Linked DNA regions of Zea mays: regions 1 and 2 are each linked to region 3. The links are chromatin contacts, called in public Hi-C maps. All regions are on one chromosome and are shown on one strand. The core of a region is the stretch at or near the end of the contact, and the rest is flanking DNA. Distances in the headings are between cores, read along the strand shown. Region 1 holds the start of LOC103653829. Region 2 holds the start of LOC100276558. Region 3 holds the start of LOC109939235 (ethylene-responsive transcription factor ERF053).

Evidence for each region. A called contact is a pair of places that touch in the nucleus more often than the background predicts.
Region 1: a Hi-C map of bundle sheath shows a contact between it and region 3, with 5 times the contacts expected there. The contact joins the promoter of LOC103653829 here to the promoter of LOC109939235 in region 3. A contact is called at or near these places in 9 of 25 Hi-C or Micro-C datasets (bundle sheath, ear, endosperm and 3 more).
Region 2: a contact with region 3 is called in a Hi-C map of ear, with 2.1 times the contacts expected there. The contact joins the promoter of LOC100276558 here to the promoter of LOC109939235 in region 3. A contact is called at or near these places in 6 of 25 Hi-C or Micro-C datasets (bundle sheath, ear, endosperm and 2 more).

What each region holds. Positions count from the first base shown.
Region 1 is chr4:151,336,671-151,339,370 of Zm-B73-REFERENCE-NAM-5.0, forward strand. LOC103653829 reads right to left here and starts at 1,379. Exons shown (of 2, transcript XM_008680635.3): 1 at 206-1,379; 2 at 1-104. The coding sequence starts at 1,153.
Region 2 is chr4:151,259,196-151,261,895 of Zm-B73-REFERENCE-NAM-5.0, forward strand. LOC100276558 reads right to left here and starts at 1,308. Exons shown (of 6, transcript NM_001150318.2): 1 at 1,132-1,308; 2 at 846-1,005; 3 at 13-32. The coding sequence starts at 1,177. It also overlaps the pseudogene LOC118477077.
Region 3 is chr4:151,492,209-151,494,908 of Zm-B73-REFERENCE-NAM-5.0, forward strand. It overlaps LOC109939235 (ethylene-responsive transcription factor ERF053), which reads right to left and starts at 1,430. Exons shown (of 1, transcript XM_020552642.2): 1 at 1-1,430. It also overlaps LOC103653830.

The DNA of each region.
Region 1 (2,700 bases), core at 129-2,628, 160 kb before region 3:
TCTGACGCTTCTGTGATCTCCAGCTTTTCTTTCACCGCCGTCGGCTCCTTCCCACGCCCCGTAGCCTTCCTGGGCGTCGCGGCGACGGCAGTCTCAGCAGATTTCTGAAGTCGGAGCAGAAGTTTGAGCCTCGCGAGTGGTACGGTAGAACTTGCACTAACCGGAGCAAAATTCAATTCGAGTTTTGTCTGGCTGATTTTTTTACCTTGTGCGGCCTGGCACCGTGGTTGCTGCTGTTACGGAGAGCGTTGTCGTCGAGCTCGGCCATGGGGCAGCGCCTGTACGGGGACTGCTCGTTCTTCCTGGACGAGCTCCGGCTGAGCACCGGCGCCGGCCCCGCCGCCGGTCCGCAAGCTCCAGCATTCTCGTTCCCCGTCCCCGCTGCCATCCTCGCGGGAGAGCTCGACCTCGGAGACGCGCACCGCTTCCCAGACGCGGCCACGGGCGACGGCGCGCGCCCCTTCTCCCTGGCGGGCACGGACACCATCTTCCCCGGCTGCTGCCTGGCGCGGTCCCCGCCGCCGGATCCCGCAGAGGTAGCAGCGCCATCAGCGCGTCTCCCGGGCGACCGGCTGGCCCTCCGGCTCCCGGCGCCGGCGCCGCTCCTCTCCCGGCTTCCCGACCGCTTGCGCTGCGGCGAGCCTCGGTGCGGCGACGGCCTGCTGCTGGACACGGGCGCCGCGCGCCCCTGCCTCTCCCAGTCGCACTCCTCGTCCGCGCCGCCGTCCTGGTCGAAGTCGTAGCTGCGCTTGGACCCCGAGCGCCTCCTGCGGTGCCCGCCGCCGCACGCTGCCGTGTCGCCGGTCGACGCCGCCCTTCCGGCCCCGGACGAGCTCCGGCTGAGCCGGCCGCACTGGATGAGGATCGCGTCCACCTCCTCCTTGGTGCAGCTGGACGTGCGCACCGGCGCCGACGGCACCAGCACTACCGGCAGCTGCTTCTCGGCCGCCGGCCCTTGCGATCCCGACCGCCTCCTCTTCTCCTCCCCGGGCACCGCGGCGTCCTTGGCGGACACCGCAGCCTTGTTCGCCGCCGCCGCCGCCGCTCTCTTGGGCTGCTGCGCCGGACTCTTCTTGGCCTTGTCGTCGGAGACCGCGGCGGCGACCTTTCCCGGCTTGGCCGGTGGCTTCTTCTTGCTGAAGCAGAGGCCCATGGTGGGTTCTGGTGGCAGGAGGAGCTACGGTACGGACTGCGACTCTGCGACTGGGAGTGGAGTGGAGTGAAGGAAAGAGTCCGTTGGACTGTGACTTGGTGCGCTGGTGACTTGGGTGGTATATAAGCACGCGTGGGGAGGTGCGCTTAGGCGAAATAATTTTTGTGTCAGCGTGCGTCGTGCTCTGTGTTAGTTAGTGCTCCGTAACCCGTACCGCGCGCCTGTGATGAGAGCAAACGCAAAGCGGATGCTGATGCGAGAGCGAGACGGGGATTTGAAATCCTCTCTTGTGCGGATCGGATGGATGACCTCGAGGCTCGTGCGCGCACGCACGAACGAACGTGGGGGACGTTGGCGGCTCACGGTGCTGCCGTGGACCGACGGGCGGGGACGGAAGGATGCATCGCCTCGGTCAGTGTGGTCTACGAGGAATACGTCCACAGGAGTTGGACCCGGGGGGCTCGGTGGGGTCGCTATCCGTTACAACATCGCGGGGCCTGGGCCTTGATTATTTCATCATCTCGTCTTAAAAAAAAAACGGGACCAGCACCAGCCGTCACCAGACACGCGTGTATTGCTAAGCTAGGTGATGAACTTTGGTCTGGTACTGTGCTCTGTTAATAATCGTCATTGTGACGGGTAACGCACGGTGAAAGCCAATCGCACGCGAGGGAGTTTGCGAGATCGGACGGAGGACAGTTTTGCTTTGCAGGCCCCAGGGCTGGTTACGCTACGCACGAGCCCACGAGCAGTGTTTCTGCAGTTGTGTCGACACTGCCTCTGTTTTGCGTTTCAATGCGTGCTGCCGATCCCTGAATGGTTCAAATGCAAGGCACGTTTGGTTTGAATCTGGGCCACCTCGAGCTGGTGCGTGCGCGAGCGGCGGAGCCTCGCCCAACAAACAACGGCCAACGCCCAACGGCTACGAGCGGTCAGGGCGGAGGGAGGGAGATGCCGATGCGACCGGACCGGATTCCTTTTGCCGTGCTGGACGCCCGCGACAGAGCGCTGACCGTTGCGTGCGGTCTCGCGTCCTTTTCACCGTCTCTAGTGCCTTTTGAACCCGAGCCGACCGTTGGAGGGGCGAAGCGTGCGTGCGTGGCACGCGGATCCTCCTCCTCGGCTTCTCGCCATCGGATTCGCGCGGCGCGCTCTCGGCTCTCCCGTTGTGCGGATTGGCAGGCAGCCAGGCAGCTCGGACGGATCGGCCCTACGTATACGTAGGGATGAAAACGGTCGGTAAACACTAAAATCATTACCGTTTTCATATTTTTTATCGGAAACAAAATCGAAAACGGTAACTCCGGAAACGGAAACGATATCGGTATTTCGGAAACATCGGAAACGAAAGTTCGGTGCGGAAAATACACCGGTAACGGTCGAAATCTAAAATATGATCGGTAAACATATCAAACTTCACAATAAAACAAAATTGACAAAACATCACAAATACCACAAGTTCACAATTCATGATATAACAAGTTCACAAGGATCACAAATTTATAATATAAAAAGTTTACAAAGATCAGAAGTTCACAATATAACAA
Region 2 (2,700 bases), core at 58-2,557, 230 kb before region 3:
TAGGAAACTTGCCTTCGTTTGAAGCCCTATAACTGCACTAAATAGAAACACAAGGTTTAAGAGTCACACGAATAACTAACTAACCAGGAAAAAACGCTAACCAGGAAAAAAAAACGTTTTTATAACTCCTAGACATAGTTACCAATCTTTATCAGAAACCTACAGATGTGAATGAGTTCTGCCACATTTCTAATTTCTAAATCTCAAATGTCAACCTTAATGCTGCTTCTGCTTAAAAAAAGCAGAAACCGAACCAAAAGGGTTCAGCTTTTCTGCAGCTACTTTGAAAAGACAACTTTTCTGTAGTACACATTTGAAAGTCGCTTGGACTCTGCTTTTACTGCTTATCCAAGTTCGCTATATTAATAAGCAGAGCAGATGTAGCAAATAGAAACTAAAATATGATTAAAAACAATTAAGTTATAATAAATAAGATAAAAAATATTTTTAATAAAAAGATGAAAAATGGAATTGTAAAATTGATTTATTTGTAAAACAATCATGAACACAAATGTGAAATAGGTTTTAATTAAATATATTGATTAAGAAATATAGTTAAACAAATTGCATATAAACAATATACATTTTGTTTACAGTGGAGAACTAACAACAGTTTGAACCAAACGAGTTTCAGCTTTATTTGCTCACAACAGTTTTTTCACAGCAGACAACTCACAGCTATGTTTTCATAGTTCACAGCCCAACCAAACGCACACTAAGTGTCTATTACTAAGCTCGAGAGCCAAACAGAAGTGCTAATAAGCCGAAAGCTACACAATTGCTACCTATGACCCAAAAAGATAAACTCTACAACCAGAAAATACAGTGAAAAAAAAGTAACCTACTTCTCAACAAATTCCACTATTCGAACCCTCCGCTCCTGCTTTGTAATCCTCTTCAGCCCCTTCGGTGGCGGCTCCTGCGCAGGCAGCGGCGCCGCATGCGCCTTCCCTCGGGAGGTCCGATAGCACGACCGTGGGGGCGCGATAGAGACACCCGCGATCACTGGAAAGAGGGAACATATTAGGCAAATAATATCACATCAATGTCTGCACCGCGGCCAAAACCCAGAGCTTGGATCGAACACGGGAGGCGCGGGGCGAAATAGGCTTGATTACTAGCTTTACTCACCTTTCCTGGAGGCCACGGAGTAGGAGAGGCGCGCGGATGCCTGCATCGCGGAGCGCAATGGCAAATTGCGGAGGGGAGGCGGGCGCCCTAGGGTTTCATGCCATGTCTGACTGGACGAGGCGAGCGAGGTTTTAGCTTGACTGAGAAGGCGAAGAAGGGAGACGGAACTGCCGGGCGGCGGCGGCTGGGTGTTGAGGCCGTGGCCCAACCAAGAATAAGGGCTCTGCATTCCCCCCAAAAACAAAGATTACCGAAGATGCACGGCCCATTGAGTTAAGCAGTCGACTTCGCCCGGGCCAGAGGTAGTCCTTTTCATACTAGAGCATCTCTAATTGAAAAACAACCGTCCAACCGAGCCCTATCAACTCACCCGATTTTGAGAAATTTGTGATTTTGCCACTCTCAATTTTGGTTGTCTGTTATTATGCTATCTCGTGTCTATAACTGGTAGGACCATCTATGTCTATAATTTATAGGTCCGATGACATACTGGCGAATACCGTAAATCATAGTAGCAAAATTGCCAATGTCTCCCCGATTTTCCCGCAAGCCAAAAATTTGTGCTCTAGTGCGAAAATTTGCCAACGTTTCTTCTCCCAATCCGTCGCCCGCTCGGCCACACGGAGCACCTCACCAGCTCCCTCCCTGGCCGGCGACCTGAGCGCCGCCCGCTCATAGGCGCATCCCGTTTGGGCTCTCCCGCGTCACCACCACAGGCGGGGCGACACGTCGTGTCAGCATCCCAAAGAAGTCGTGCGTCTGAGAAGCAGAAGCCAACGGCAGATGCTACTGATCTAGTGCTAGATCGCTGCAACAAAAGCCCAATGCTATATTCCTAGGAGAAGATTAGGTGGCATAATGGGTCGTGGGCTTTGTAATAGCTGATACTTAAACGTTGTGAACAGTGAACGGTGAGAATTATGCTGAGAAATATATCGACAACTATCTTCTCCCCGTATTCCATCCCCTTCTTTCTCCAAAACCATTCTTCTGCTGATTTCCCTCATTATCCAGATCCGGTGCTTGTGGGAGCCTAACAATTGGTATCGGAGACACCGATCTAGGGCTGGCGCACGCCTACTACACGCGCCGCGCGAAGGACTCCGGATCCATGGAGCTCAACCTGAAGATGGCGATCCAGGAATAGTCCAAGCTTCTCCGAGACATCTGTGACCGCCTATCTGCGTAGGACGCACGCTAGTCCACACTCGAGTCCACCGTCGCTCGGAACTCCACGTCCCTACAACATCTGGAGGCCAGTCTCGCCGTCACGAGCCCAGCGTCGATCCGCGCGGATCTCGACGCCCAAGTCGCCGCGACGACCGAGCGCATAGATGACATCGAGGTGGTGCCTCCAACGCGACTCGGGGCCCTAGCATCGGTTTCTGCAACCTTCGAGTCATGGCGGCCCTTCGTCGAGGCTTCGGTCGATGAGATCCACAACTATGTCGATCTACTCCGCGATGAGGTGAAAGGGAATTAGGCGTACACCTATTTCCTAATTGATTTTGGTGGTTGAATTGCCCAACACAAATTATTGGACTGACTAGTTTGCTCTAGATTATATGT
Region 3 (2,700 bases), core at 180-2,679:
CTTCCAACGTGCCGAGCTGCAATCTCTGTGTGTGTGTGTGTGTCTATGTGGAGTGTCGTGCTGTCCCGCCCGGCCGCCCGCTGCGAACTGCACCGAGGAGCTTGAAGCCGCGCGTGGGAAAACCGGGAGCGAGGCAGCGGCTTCGCCAAGGAAGCGGGGAGCGGGCGGGCGACCGACCGGTCGTGCGTGCGCCAGCCAATGGGGCGCGCGGTTCTGATTCGGAGGAGGCGGGGCTCGCGCGTTTATAAAGGTCGCGTGCTCGCGAGCACCGGGCCAAAAAAGGCGGGGGCCGATTTTTTGCTGCTCGCCGGGGGGAAGAGGAAAATAAAAAGGAGGACGACGCCGTTGTGTGTGGCGGGGACGAGATCGTGGTCGGTGGGTCGGGCCCCACGCGCATTGACCCTGGGCATGGGCATGGAACGAACCACTGACTCGCTTGTGCGTCCCGCGGAAGTCGTCGTCGCATACGGTTTTGTTCTCGTTCTCAGTTGTTTTAGCGCATGCGGCATGCTACGAGCTGGACTGGGCTTTCGCGGACTCGCAACAAATTTGACGGTACGACCCGTTCAATCATCAGGCACTGGGAACGTAGTGCCCGTGTTTGTTTATTTATATACCAATGAGAAGGAAGCACATGTGTAGCTATAGTTCGGAGATCACATGGCGCGGCCGTACGTATGTGTGCACGGTTTAATTTGGGTTATCTAGGAGGAGCTGCGTATGCCGAAAGGCCGGGGGAGTGGGATGAGGACCAGCTTAATTACCGCCTGAGTTCGTTTACGCAAAGTTCTGTCTTTAATTAGAGTTCACAAGGCTGGACGATCGACTCTTATATTGCTTGTAATTAAGTCTCCCTTCTGGCCAACAGTTTAATTGGGACCTTGTCCTATCTTAGGAACCACCCACATAGTACGTACGTACGCCGTCGTTTTGTGTGTGCTGCCTTAATTTGTATAATTTGTGAACCAACAGAAAAGGAACCGAGTGTCGCCAAATGTCTCCTTTTTGATGTGCATAGGTTAGCTTAATTTGGTGCTGAGAGGATAACTAACTACGAGCTGCACCGCTGACAGTTACGTTTAGAACGATGCATCGATCGAACAACCCGCGCATAGTAGAATAATTTGCTGCACCGTACCACTCATTAGCGCCGGCGCAGTTAATTAGCAGCTGGAAGGGATGTCGATCGCTTCCGTGGAAGTGCCGGCACTGTTGTTTATTCCGCCACCACTTGGATCAGATCCTAGGTACCCTGCTGTGCCGCCCCCTCTCACCTGGACGGCTACCTTTCTCCTGGAATGGAACATCGATTCATTCGTATCCACACGAATCTTAATTAACGACGGCACTCTGTTCAGTTCGATCATCTACCACAAATGAAGCTAGCATCTGTTCGTGCAGCGTCGTACACGTCAGCGCATATCTAAATTACTGTCGAGTTAGACTATCCGCAGCGCCTGCTGCACGAAGCCCCCTTCCCTTAGCCCTCTAGCATGCATGGTGGCTACAGGGAGCCCGCGTTACCGCAGCGGCGCCCCCTGCCAGGCACCCTATGGGGAGGTCTGCTTCTCTCTCTCGTTCTAGCGTGCATGCAGTTGCCCTCTAAATACTATTCACGTGTGCTCACTTCCAATTGTTAGTAGATGAAAATTTATAGTAGATGAAAAGTATGTATAGAAAATGATATTTTATAGTTGTAGTGGGATATAGGGGGAGTATTTAGGGGGAACCGCTGCGGGAGATGAAAAAATAGGGGGTGAAATGTTGATAATGTGACGTAAAAAAGTGATATAGATGAAGAAATTTAGGGAGAACCGCTGCGGATAGCCTTAGCTACTGCTACTGCCTGCTGGTAGCATTTTAGCAGGGCCCTATGCTGATATATGCATACGCGCGCAGCTACAAACGCAATTGTTGTCAGATATATACTAGTGTTTAGCGCGCTCCTGGGCGCGCGTGACCATATATGGCTTAAGGATTTGGTGTGAGTACCCAGATATGTAAAACAAATTTAAACATGATATGAGTATACAATGCGTATGCAAGAAACCAAAATATAAGTAGATAATATTGTTTTTCCCTAATAGTTGATACCAGTTGTAGAGTGAATTTAGACTACAATACATACTAAGTAGCATTCAACCACCATACATCAACACTTAGCAACAGTGTGCTTCCAGGTGTTAAGTCAATATGTAGTCTTCTCTAAGGTCATTGCAAGAACTGTTTGCATATTAAACAAATTAATTTCTATGCAAAATTATAGGCAGTTGTATTAGCAGGGAAAGCAAATAACATACACACAAGCCGTCATGAACCATTTTTTCTCTCTCGAAAAAATGCAGGAGAGCTGCACATCTTTGTAATAAGAAGAGGGGAATTTAAGATCCAAGAGGACCAGTACAAAAACCACCCTATGGTATGACCAAAAGAGGTCAAGGGAGCAAGTAGAATGTTCAATAAACACATGGTAGATGGTCTCTGTGAGCTAAGCCATAGTTTGTAGGCAGTTGAATTAGTAGGGAAAGACATATGAAACATGATAGAAGATCCATTTGCAATATTGTAGGCAATTGAATTAGTAGGGAAGACATATAGAACATTGCAGAAGAACCATCATTCTCATATGGAACAAATTGATTTGTACGCAAATTTGTAGGGAAGGCAAAATGTAATTACCTCCTTGGATAGATGGTGGGT